Regions from separate parts of the Mus musculus genome. Here region 1 is linked to region 2. The links are chromatin contacts, called in public Hi-C maps. All regions are on one chromosome and are shown on one strand. Each heading gives the region's core, a stretch centred on a gene start, on an enhancer-like site or on the middle of the called end of the contact. The rest is flanking DNA. Distances are from core to core; before and after follow the strand shown. Region 1 holds the start of Gm36481 (a long non-coding RNA gene). Region 2 holds the start of E130006D01Rik (RIKEN cDNA E130006D01 gene).

Region 1 (6,755 bases), core at 894-3,393, 58 kb before region 2:
GAAGGTGTCTGCTGTCCTCTTAGTGCTCTGGAACCAGTGTCCCTGAGATCATTCGAGCAAGAGCTAAGGCCGGCATGGGAGATCCTCTGATGGGGAGGGGAAAGAAAGGATGGTCCTCAGTAGCATAGACACCATGGACAGCTAACACTGCAGAGTGGGCTGCCAGGCATGGCTCATCTGGTAAGGCGCCCGCGGCCCCGCCCCTGCGGCCCCGCCCCTGCGGCCCCGCCCCTGCGGCCCCGCCCCTGCGGCCCCTCCCCTGCGGCCCCGCCCCTGCGGCCCCGCCCCTGCAGCCCCTGAGGCACGGCCCCTGTGGGGAGCCCATCTTCCCCCCCACCCCCCATCGGATAATCTCATGATTTCATCAAGTTCCAAAGCAAAAGAAAGGAAAAATACCATCGCTTTTATCCCCGCGGCGAGCTACAGAAATTGCCTTTTATGAAAGTCCTGTGGTCCCCGAGTATTCCGTGGCTCTCCAAGCTGACGGACTCTGCATCTTCCTCTGTCTTAAGTGAGGAAAGGACTTAGTTTCGGCCTCAGCAGTGTGAGTGGATGAGCGAGCTCAGCCGAGAGGCTACTAGTTCTGTGGTCGGTGACAAAGGTCTAGAGGCCTGGCCCTGTTACCCAGAGAAAGAGGATAGGGTACCACAAATGCTGTTGAGGACATGGGTCAGGCCCCCTCCATGCCAGGGAGGGGCCTGAGTGAGGCAGAGCTTTTCAGAGTCCTGCTGGTCAGCAGCAATATGCTCCGGGGTTCCCACTGTGAATAAAAAGGACGCCGGCTCTCACTCCTGCAGATGTTCTGGGACCCAGCATCTGTGCACAGCAGGAATGGTCATCACTTGGCTCTGTGTGTCTCTTCCAAGTGAACCTATTTTGTGTGTGTGTGTGTCTGTCTGTCTGTCTGCCTGTCTCTGTGTGTAAGTGTGTATCTGTATCTCTGTGTGTGTGTATGTTTGTGTGTGTATCTGAGTATGTATTTCTGTGTGTATCTGTGTATGTGTGTGTATCTGTGTATGTGTGTGTCTGACTGTGTATGTATCTGTGTGTGTGTATCTGTGTATGTGTGTGTCGGAGTGTGTATGTATCTCTGTGTGTATCTGTGTATCTCTCTGTGTCTGTCTCTCTCTATGTGTATCTGTGTATGTGTGTGTGCATCTGTGTATGTGTCTGTATCTGTATATGTGTGTATATCTGAGTGTGTATGTTTCTCTGTGTGTATCTGTGTATGTGTCTGTGTATCTCGGTGTCTGTCTGTCTGTCTGACTGTCTGTCTGTCTGTGTGTATCTGTGTATTTCTGTGTGTAATTGCATCTGTATATCTTTGTGTGTATCTGTGTATATGTGTGTGTATCTCTCTGTGTCTGTGTATGTGTGTGTGTATCTGAGTGTGGGTATATCTCTGTGTGTATCTATGTATGTGTGTGTATCTGTGTATATGTGTGTATCTGTGTCTCTCTCTGTGTGTATCTCTGTGTGTATATATGTATGTATGCATGTATCTGTATATATGCATGTATCTGTGTATGAATGTGTATCTCTCTGTGTCTCTCTGTCTGTTTGTCTCTGTGTATCTGTGTGTATCTCTATGTCTATCTGTCTGTCTGTCTCTCTCTATGTATCTGTGTATGTGTGTGTATCTGTGTATGTGTGTGTGTCTGTGTGTGTGTGTTGGAGGAGGTACACCTATGTGCCCCTACATGTATAAGACTGAGGATACCTACCTCAGGTGACCTCTTTCTAGATGTTTCTTGCTCCCTTTAAGATGGGGTCTGTCATTTGCTTACCAGTCAGGCTAACCAGCGAACTCCAGGCATTTCCATCTCCCCATCGTCAGCACTGGGTTATAAATGTGTACCACCATACCTGGCTTTTTGGTAGGTTCTGGAAACCTGAACTCCATTTCTCATGCTTGCATGCCAAGTACATTCCTGATTAAATCGTGCCCCCACCCACCCCTCATCAAGCCATCTTAGGGTAAAAATAAGTCTCTAGTCTAAGATTAAAATTCCCTTGGATGCCCCTCCCCTCGCTCTGTAAGGCTGAAGGTAAACAGGGTTTGTTCAAAGCCTTGGAAACATTCCTGCATAATTGTGCCTAGTTATTAATGGTAAGACACCTGATCCTAGCTGGGCTGCACACCCGGATTCTGCTTTCTCTCCCTGCCGTTGCCAGGGCTCCCGTGTGCGACATCCGCGTGGCATGTCACACACATGGAAATGTGTGGTATGACAAGCACACTGTGTTACATTATACATTCTATACAATGTGTGTAATGGGATGTAGTGTATGACATATTCAGTCCCTTCTCAGCAACCACAGGGCTTGCCTCCAGACCTCCCTGGGCACCAGGATCTGGGATGCCCATCCCTTACATACAGTGGAGTGTTGCGGCATTTGCTGAGGAGGCTGCTGCACATGTCAATCACTCCCATGTGACCTTTGACCCCTGCTTCAACATGACAGCTGTGGAGACAGTTGCTGCACCTCATTGTCTGGAGAATGATGACAGGTTCTGCATTGAAAATGGTCTGAAGAGGGCCAGAGAGATGGCTCAGGGGGTAAAGGCAACTGCAGCCAATCCTGCTGACCTGAGTTCAATCCCCAGGACCCACATGGTGGGAAGAGATAATCAAATGTCAAAGTTGTCTTCTGACCCCCACATGTACAGTGTCATGTGTACCTCCTATAAATAAATAAATACAATAAAAATAGCTTCTGTAAAGTGCTGGATGAAGCCGACCGAGGGTGTGTTGCTGTGGGAACAGAGGCTGACTGCACACTAAGGGAGGCATGTAAAATAATCATGTGTGTAGGTAGAAGTCAGTGGCTTCCACACCGTCTCTCAACTGCTCAGCTTCGGGGCTCTGAAAATAGCTAACCTGGAGACTTCAGAGAAGACGCTAAAGAAGCGAATCACAAGAAGAAGCCAGCTAATGATGAATTATAAGACACGTGACACAGAGCCCAGAAGGCGAGCGTATGAAAAGCACAGTAGCTAGTGGCTGTCGCCATCGTCACTGTCCTGGGAAAGCTGCATGGCAATTTGCTCTTTGGGGAGCAGAAATTCACTCTTTGGGGTTAAAATGAAGTTTTCTTTGAAATGTCTTTGTGGTGTATGTGTGTGTGTGTGTGTGTGTGTGTGTGTGTGTGAGAGAGAGAGAGAGAGAGAGAGAGAGAGAGAGACAGAAAGACAGAGACAGAGAGAGACAGAGAGACAGACACAGAGAGACAGAGACAGACACAGAGAGACAGAGAGACAGAGAGACAGAGAGACAGAGAAAGAGAAACATACAGAGAGAAACAGAGTCACAGAGAGATAGAGAAACAGAGAGAGACAGAGAGATGGAAAAAGAAAAACAGAGACAGAGAGACAGAGAGATGGAGAAAGAGAAACAGAATCAGAGAGACAGAGAGAGAAACAGAGACAGAAAAGGGGGTGGGGAGCAGATGGCCAGCAAGCCTCTCTGGTCCTCTGGCTTCTGCCTCTCATGGTACTGGGGTTCCAAACACTCTTGGCCACACTTGGCTTTTTATCATGGCTTCCAGGGATTTGCACATCAGCCTAGTTTTAAGTTCAGAGATTTTGTCTCAAGGGGCTTACATCTGGTCCCCATGTGCACATAGCAATTCTCATTGTATGCCCACAAAGCAGGAGACTGGGACCCCATGAGCGATCCCCTTGAGGATGAAGGACAGTCCATCCTCCCTTCCAGTGGTCCAACCTTCCAAAACAGCTCCCCTGAGACCAAGCCTTGGGCACACAAGTCTTTAGGGGACACCCACCCCAAACTCAGCAATCACCTGGCCTTTGGAATGATGAGCCCAAGGAATGGGAACAGTCATGGTGGGCTCCATGCCTACTTGAACCCAGGACACACAGAAAGGAGCCACACAAGGTCACATTGTAGCCACACTGCTTCTGGCCTTCTCTGGGACTTCTGGGGGAATCAGGGTGGGTTTTTTGGCAAGGTTTATAAAATGCAACTGAGGGAAGACCAAGAGGTGGGCGGTCACTGGGCGTGAACGTGTCCATATGTCTGGGTCTTGGTGCTGCCGACATTGACCATCATGAGAGTCCTGGGACCTTGGGCAAGGAATGAGACATTGTCTTTGGGCATCATGTCTGTCTGTTGTCCTCACTTCATATCTGTTGGTCTGCCATTCTTACTTTATGTCTGTCATCTGTCTGCTCTCCCCACTCTCCCTTGACCCTCTTGGCTCTTGATTGTTTCCTAGGTGACATGTCTGCTTCCTCTCATTCCCTTCCTTTCTCTGGCTCTCCCTCTCATCTTTTCTCCTTTGTTTTCCCTTCATGGCCCTTAGCCTACCTTGTGTACGTGTGTCACTGGGTTAGATCCAGGGCCTGACATGCACTGGGCAGACCCCAGCCCTTCTCTTGCCTCTTAGATCTTCTTGTCTGACCTTCTCTTCCTTCTGTGTTTCCTTTCCATTCAATCAGCTTCCTTCTGTTGCTCACCTCTCGTCTCCCCCGTCTCCATCACCTCCCTGCATCCCTCTCTCCACAGCTGGGCACAGATTCGGTGGCACTGCTCTGTGTCTAGGGCACACCATCTTTACTGGCTTGATGGAACAAGGAGAGTGGAATAAAGAGCAAAAAAGAAATAGAACTCAATCCAGTCAGGTAGGATCCAGGGTCTCATATCATATTGTGCTGAAGGCCATTCAAGGCTGTCTGGCACCTTGAGGTGTTTCTGAAGACCAGTCAGGAGGGAATGACCTGTCAGCACCGATGCTTGTGCCTATGAGCACACATTGAGAAGTGACCCTGTTCCCCACAGCTCCCGACAGCGCATGAAGCAGAAAAATAAGTCTATTTTGGATATTGGTTCTCTTGGTGGCTGAAGGTCACGTATGGGATTTTAAGAGAGGGGTGGCCAGATGGGATGGTGAGGGTACTGTGTGGGAGATGTGCCCATACTGGGGACACTTGGACACCTGCCGCTACCTCCTGGACTTATTTCATATAGGCATCCATTCTTTTGGCTCAGGGCTCCCAGGTGAATGGATCAGGTGAGAAGGCAGGGAGATTACAAGTCAGGCTTGGATCTGCAACCTAGGGTCGTTATCAGTGTACATTCAGGATTTCACCTATGCAAGGAGCATTAGCTCTGTGAGCACATCTCTGTGTCTGTGCATTTCTGTCTGCGGATAGACACACATGCCTGTGCGTCTATCTATGTTCATACGTGTCTGCTAATCTACCTGATCACTCCACCTCTCTATCATGATAAAAGGCCAGGCATTAGCAGCAGGTGATACCGGTGAAGAGAGAATTGGTGAACAGGAAGGCAGAATCCTGGATATAGTGGAATGGGATAGAGAGCTGGGATCCAGGCAAAGGTGATGGAGACATGTAGGGCCAGAAGAAGGGATTGGACAGAGGGAAAGGGTGTGGTTCAGAACAGGACCCAAGAGAGAAGGGAGAGGAGGAGGGGAGAGGAGATAGAGGGAAGGGAGAGGAAGAAGTGGAGGAGAAAGGAGAAGACAGGAGGGAAGGGAGAGGAAGCGGGGATACCCTCTGCTATCTAATCTTCTGACCAAGGGCCCACTCACTCCCTAGCTCAGGGCAGGATGCAGGCAGCATACAGGATGTGGAGGGCTATCCCCTTGGACAGACACTTCTTGTCCACAACCTTCTTGATTGCTGGGTCCTTCTAGGATACTCAGGTCAGCACTTTGTCTGTATAAATGTGAGGTCCTGGGATCTTGTTCCAATGCTAATTCTGAGACCAGGGGGCTGATGGGACTGCTGTTCTCTGTCCCCAGCACACATGCAGGGACAGGGATCTAAGAGCGATTCAGAGATGTCCCTGCATTGGCTGGAAGAATGGCATGATGACCATTGCACCTGGTAACCCCAAATACCACTTTTCATTCCATGTGGGCATCTTGGGCTCTGAGGTGTCTGGGAAACGCTCCACTGTGTGGGCCACCTGCGTGTCCTGTCCTCATCCAGCCTGGCCTTCAGAAAGCAGCTCACTGTGACCTCATTGTCCTCATCCAGTCACCATCCAGCTTTGTGACTCAGATGGTCACATGCTCTCTCCTGTTCCTTCTGTCTCTGGCAGAGAAAGAGGCAGTGTTAAGGTCCCTAGGACACAGTATCCATGAGGAAGGGTCTGAGGTGGCTATGGGAGGGAGCTGGATCAGGGGTGCTCCCGTGTCACCTGAAGATGAGCCCTACACTGGTGGAAATAATTAATGGGCAGCCAGGAGTTGTGGGACTCAGGGATAGTGTGTCAGAGCAAGGAGGCCAACAGGGAAACCCTTGATGGAGGCACTTCCTTCCTCTCCACCTCTCCCCTATCTTTCTGGTTGTCAGAAGGTGAGTGGCTCTTTCACCCCAGTCCACTGACACAGAGGAGCTTTGAAACTGCGAGCCCAAAACCACATTCTTTTCCATCAGTCTCCCAGGGACACAAATACAACACAAAGCAATGTACTCAGAGAAGCTCATGTATCCATGCATGGCCAGGGAGACAGAGAGTTTCAGGGATGGATTTGGAAGATGGTGATCAGAGAAGGTGTGGGTTGGGACTAGAGATGGGGCTGCACTTGCTCACTCACAGATCTGCCCAGGGATGCCAAAGCTGCTGGCACTGGGGCTGAGTGGAAGGGAAGGAAGCAGGCATGGAGGGGGTTCGGGTGCAGAGTGGAATGCAGGAAGCTGTGCTGCTGTAGTGAGGGATGTGAGGGGGGACCGTGGGAACCTGGATATGGGGACGATGTCT
Region 2 (6,385 bases), core at 2,166-4,665:
ACTTCCATGCTCCTGGCTTTGGACTCAGCTACCAAGAGACCTCTCTCTATTGCAGAGAACTGAGGGTCCGTGATGTCACCACTGCCAGTGTTTCGACTTCTAATAGGAAAGAAAACCTTCTACTGTCTGCATGGTTCCCAGTTGGATGCAGGGTTACAGGTATCCAATCAGGGGTTGGCATAACATTGGAGAGACCCTTTGTTTTGTTGGTAGCCAAGAAATATTTGTTACAGGTTTATGGGAGCATTCTACTGTGTGACCTGAGGCAAGGGACTCAATCTCTCCGAGCTCAAATGCCCTCATCTGTAAAATGGAATGAGTATGAAGTTCCCCAGAGGTTCATGGTGGCATCCACCATGAGCTCTGTGTTCAATAAACAACAATACTACAAGTTCAAAAAGATTGCCAACTACCTAGCACTGTGCAGTTAAGGGTTTGCAAGGACCAACTCAGCACTTCTGGGGCCTCTAGAGGCCTTCATCTCATTTTGCAGACAAGACTGAAAAGCCAAGTTTATCTAAATAGAATGGGGATGGAATTATATTGTAGTCCAAGACTGGTCACCATCATACGGCCCCATGGTTTTCAGTTACTGATTCTCTAATGCTTTGATGTAATTTTACAAAGTCAGGTTTCAGACAATGTCCTCATTCTAAGAAAAAAAAAGTGTCTGCACCCCACTGCACATCCTATATGTCTGTGTAACATGTATGATTTACATTATATATGTCCATGAAACACCCATTGCTGCCTGCAGAGATCCACAGATACAGACACCATCTGCCCACATACTTCAGCTTCATGCTGGACACATAAACTCTGAGGGCCATCCTTATCACTCCTGAAGACACCCCATGGGACCACACAGAGGTCCTTTCTCTGCAGTGAGCCGGTGTCAGCTATGATTTGCTCCTGCAGTGGGTCATACACCAGCAAATCCACAGATGCCTGAGAGACAGGAGTGGTCACAACAGGAGCATGAGGCAGCGGGTCACACTGCATCCACAGCAGAGAAGGAGAGGGAAATAGTTCTCAGCTGAGTTCTCATCTTTACCAAGTCTGGGCCCGCAGCCCACAGGATGTGCCACCCATGATCAGGGTAGGTTTCCCCACCTCAGTCCAGTCCAGGTTCCTTCACAGAAATGATCAGGGCTCTGTTTCCATGGTGATGCTAAATCCCATCAAGCTGACAACCAGGACCAACCATCCCATCTAATACAAATTTGGTAAAGGCTCTTGTCACAGGGCTACAGGTAGCACTTGGCTAGAACCATCTCTGGGATGTGTGGAGACTGCCCACCACTATTCCTCAAGAAGTGGTCTATCACTGGGTTCTGTTTGTCTCACCTGGCTGGATATTCGGTTTTTACAATGTCTCTGCTGGCCACTAGCCAAGCTGTCCATATCTCTGCCATCAGCCTCCTCCCCTCCCCGGTGGCAGTGTCCCAAGGCCCCTTGGCACCCTCCCCTCCCTCTAGTTAAAGCCTTCCATGCAGAGCTCTGGGAGACACAGGGAGAAAGGGAGGATGGTGTGTACCACAGGATTCCCTTGAAGGCCATTTTCGGAGCCTCTGCATGCAAGGAAAGTATGGGAAGACAGAAAGGATCTCCCAGAAGGGATAATGTGGGAAGCAGAGGTGTCTTAACATTCATGTTTCATTCCTGAATTCAGTCCCAGAAACCCCATGGCATGTGTGCATCCACCAACACCACCCACACAAACACAAATGTATGTATGTATGTATGTATGTATGTATGTATGTATGTATGTATGTAATAAGGGTCAGTTTGGGTTGACTACCTGACGTCAGGCCCAGAAAGGGGTCAGATTTTCTAAGGATAAAATCATTTTTTTCATTCAACCAATGTTCGTGGGGAATACTATGGATATGCCAACCATTGTGTTGGCTGTTGGGGACAGAAAGTGACTGAATCCTGGCCTGTCCCCTGAAGATCCAATGCAATGAGGAAGGGTCATGGTAAATAAATAAATAAATAAAGAAAGAAAGAAAGAAAGAAAGAAAGAAAGAAAGAAATAATAAAAGGAAGCAGCAGAAGTTTGAAGAGAGCTAAATTTAACTAAAGGGCTTGAGACAATTCCCAGGATCACAATTGGCTTGAGCAGGTGTCTGCCAGGCATAAGGTACCATAGCAAGCATAACAGTATTTCTTTTCTCAGTGCCCAAGCAGACATTGCTAATCTGTTCCAGAGCACATGATCTCAATGTGGCTAGTATACTGAGCCAGGGAAGCAACGTGTAGGAAATGAGGCACCCCATTAGATTCTCCATGCTGCTTCCCATTGAATCTCTACCCCAAACATGTTTCTTACATGGCAGAGCTGAGGCCTCAGACTCAGACAGTCCTGTGTGAGGTCACAGCTATCTTAACTCCGGTTCAGTCTCCCTCTGCAGAACTGCTTGGCTGTTTCAGAGTATATAGTCTAATTCCACAATGTTATTTCCTGCTCCCTTGAGGATCAGCTACCTCCCACGCCCATGAATACAGGGTCTCGTAGAGCTTTTTCCCGGTAGCACCTCTTTCCTTTTGGCATCCTCTTAAGGCTTAGATGTCCATTGAGTGCTCTAGCATGGATTAGTCATGTCTGCCAGGATCAGGTAAAAAAAGCAGTGGTGTACCTGTTAATGGTCTTTCTAAGTCTGGGCTCATGAAGGCATTCCCTTTAACTCTGACTTTGTAGGACAAAAACAAAAAATTCCTCTCACCCTAAGGTGAGCTTTACTAACAGAGCAGAGGGGTTCTTATGACATGACATGTTTACCAAATGAGAGCCACCCTAGAGCTGAGCCTGGCGTCTCCTGGGTCTTTGATTTGCTCTGGATCCCCAGGGTCATTCTTAGCTGTGTGTCTGCCTGTTCCTGCAGCCGCTTCTTATACAAAGCAACTCCTGTCCCGATGAGGTGAGTGCCACAGCATCAGAAGGGCAGAAAGCCAAGAAAGTCTCAAGTCTCCTAGGAGCAGAGGCACAGATCAAACACAAAGCCATCCTGGCCCCTCCTACCACTCCTCTCACTGGTTCTTGGCTATTTTTCTGGAGGGGGCGGTCACCGATCCTTCCCCCCATATCCCAGACCTTCACACCTTAAATGACAAACCAGCGTGTATCAACCGCACCCCCCCTGAAAAAATTCCAGCAAGATATTAATAGATAAATAAAAATAGCTTCCTTGAGAAAGAGGAAGCCACTCAGCGAAATGATTCGTTTCTGTGCGTAAACTCATGAATAATCTTATGCGCAGTCCCCCCCCCCCCCAACACAACCCCCCAAGGAGCCAGCTTGGCTTTGGACTCCAGCTCCTCACCCTTGTCCCACGTTCCTTCTGGAAGGTCACCTCCAACCTCCTCCGCAGCCCAGAGCCCGGTGGCTCTCGTGCTAAGTCCTAATGTCCCCTCCCAGGACCACCCTTCCCTTTCAAGGAGACATTTCGTTTCTGGTGCTATGGAAACGCGTGGACATCTGAATGAAAGGCGGGGCTGCACTCGGGAATCACCAAGCAGGAAGGAGAGTCGATAAGATAATGGTGTGTGTGGGGGTGGGGTGGGGGTCTCCAGGCCTTGGCTTTGTGAACCAAACCAGCGACCAGCTTCTGGCTTCTTTGGTGTCACATTTTAGCCTACCAGCTGCCTCGGGAGCAAGATGATCCACTCTGCCTTTTTTTTTCTTCTTCTTCTTCTTCTTAAAAAAAAAAAAAAAATAAGATTTATTTTTTTATTTTCCCTCATGTGTTGAGGGAGGAAGCCCTGACAAGGAGGAGTGACAGCCCGCTAATTATTCCCTTACTGCCACTGCTGTTCTGGCTCTGGACGCGCTGCTCATTTCTCCCGGCTCCTCGCTGAATAATGCATGCGCCCCATCCGTATGCGGGCGGCGCCTCCCGGGACTGCAGTCTAACTAGCTGATAACTGATTCAGTTTGTAAGCAGGGCCGCTGGGAGTTGCAAGGAAAAGTAGCCAAGAACATATTCAACACTTCTCTCTGGTTCCTGGCGAACATCAAGGAGAGGCAGGCTGGCGTGTTGGTGGATGTGGGCGGGTGGTCCTGGGAGGGTACTTGACCCCACTCGAGAAGGACGGGCCTTGGCTCTGGCTGTGAGAGAGAGGGTGTGATCTCAGGGAGGCTATTAATGCTAAACACAGTTATGGTTAGTCAACATCTTAGTATAGACAGCTATGGTCTAAGGTTAGACTCTAAAAATGCATCCTTTTGTGGTAGAGTGATTCTCTTTACACAAACTACGACAGTTACAGAGTCTTAGGGACACTTATTTATCTAGCATCGTGGACTATGCCTGGCAGTCTGTCATAAGAACCCAGGAACAGCAATTCGTTGTACCAGCTAGCTACTATACTGCTACTACTACATGATAAGTGGTCTCCGCAGATCACTGGTCACAACAGCGCTTACTGCTCTTTTTGGTTTAGGGGTCTGGGGAGCCCAGGCTTGTGCTAAGTTCTGCAGTCCCTTCTGGGGCTCAGCTATAGGCTGCAGGCTGCAGGCTTCAGGTCTGAGTCAGACCTGTCCTGAGGTCTCATGGCAGGGCCTAGGCAAGAAGGGAGAGCTCGTGCGCCACAGAAATACAGACACACACTTCGGACCTCTGTCTTTGACGGCATGATGTCTACTAACAGTCCGGTTAGTAAAGCAAATTCCATAACCACATTCGTCAAAGAGGGGCTGGAAGGAAGGCCAGCACTGCCCACCAGCCTGGCCTCTTTGCAGATCTGCTACAGGGCACATAGCATCCCTTACTCATGCTGCTGCCCCTGGCATTACCAGGACATGCTGAGGTTCCTGCACTGTGTGGGGTAACCTGGAAGCACTGCTCAATTGTTGACCTGCTCCCAGCAAGCAGGTGGGTCCAGCCTTCTTTAGGAATTATGGGAACACTTAGCTCCTTGTCATCCAGTCTCTCTCTCTATCCAGGAGGTAATCGACAGGACTCCTGGGCTGGGGCAGCAGCAAAGCCTCCACTTCCTTCGCAAAGGGGCTGGAGACTGGGAAGCAGGCTGCCCCACTTCCTTGTTTCAAGGTTGAACTGTCTATTATCAGCTCCCCTTAGCTATTTAGGACCAACCCTTACCCAGAGTCAGTCTGGCTACAGGGCCAGGAGCAGAGAGAACTTGGTGTGGCCGCTCCGGCTGGATGTCGCGCAAGGAGACGGCTCCAGACGGAACAGCATAGAACGGAGTAGCTAGTCAAACGAATGCTTTGTGGATTAGAAGCATAGGCTTGAAGAGCCCAGTGGTGTGCACCATGCAGCGTTTAGTGTCTGTTTGCCCGGTACCCACAATGTGAGCTGCTGCTCTAAACCCTCTGCACAGTGGCCTGACACATCCACTGTGTTAGATGGGGTATTGGAACAGAATGAGGGATGAGTGAAGAGGAGATGCGTCCTTTCTCCAGGTGTGGGCTGTGATCCAGACAGCCGCCACACTGCATGTCTGACCTCCACAGACCACAGGCCCTGGAGTCGCACCACATTCATTTTAGGTCTTAGCAGGGTCATGTGGACAGAAGATCGGAGAACAGGGTTCAGTGCCTGGGCCCTCCTGAACCTGTACCTGGAAGTGGATGGCAGATCAATAGGTCATAAAGAATAGGAAGGAAATTCAGGCCCCAACACCTGCTGGCGATCTGGCACACAAATGTGCATCTGCAGGCCACCACCAGGCAGTGTCCACTCAAGGTTCCTATGGGGTGGGGGGGCAGTGGGAACAGCATGGAGGTTGTTGTTGGCAGGTAGCTTGGGACAGCAGCACAGATTTCTCCCAGGTGACCATTCACAGCACCCTGTAAGAAGAAAGCCCTTCCCTGATGTGTCACCGTTCAGAGGACACCCCAAGTTCCAGAATATCTCTGAGCAGCCCCTCCCTACCCTCCATCCCTCACATTCCTTCCTCTGGCCACCACCTCAGTCGCATTCAGGAACCGCTATGGCTGCAGCGGCTTGCTCTGTTGCCTGGAGTTCCTTCCCAGCCTGCTCTCTGACAGCAAAGGGCACCGAATCCAGAAGGTACTCAGTGCCCATCTGGGGGATCCATGTGCCAATGCTGAACTCCTCCTTAGCACTGAATAAGAGGGGGGCATGCCTTCTCCAACCACAGCCAGATCAGAATGGATGGAACCTGTGCAAGTGCTCACTGTCTGACTGCTCAGGCTGCTACACCAGTCAGTGACCAGACATGACAGATCCCTGGCATGGAGGCCAAACTTCCCTGCTCCCAGATGCTCACACAGCAGACATAGCTGATAGGCCATAGGTCCCATTCAAGTTTGGGACCTCTATGCAGTCACAAGCCATTACCTCGTTGGCACCAAGATGATGCCTTCCTGGCCCTCACTGCTTTTTGTTATTAGCTATAG

The links. A called contact is a pair of places that touch in the nucleus more often than the background predicts.
Region 1: a contact with region 2 is called in a Hi-C map of forebrain, with 2.0 times the contacts expected there. The contact joins the enhancer-like site here to the promoter of E130006D01Rik in region 2. A contact is called at or near these places in 3 of 484 Hi-C or Micro-C datasets (cortical neurons and forebrain) and 1 of 115 datasets of contacts at active chromatin or transcription factors (embryonic stem cells).

The regions. Positions count from the first base shown.
Region 1 is chr5:111,701,643-111,708,397 of GRCm38.p6, forward strand. It overlaps Gm36481 (a long non-coding RNA gene), which reads left to right and starts at 6,095. Exons shown (of 3, transcript XR_389527.3): 1 at 6,095-6,349. Within about 2 kb of position 2,144, at least 19 of the 459 cell types and tissues checked have an H3K27ac peak or open chromatin away from gene starts, as enhancers often do. A contact at or near this core is called in cortical neurons and forebrain, where this site is marked.
Region 2 is chr5:111,758,313-111,764,697 of GRCm38.p6, forward strand. E130006D01Rik (RIKEN cDNA E130006D01 gene) reads right to left here and starts at 3,416. Exons shown (of 4, transcript NR_045834.1): 1 at 3,324-3,416.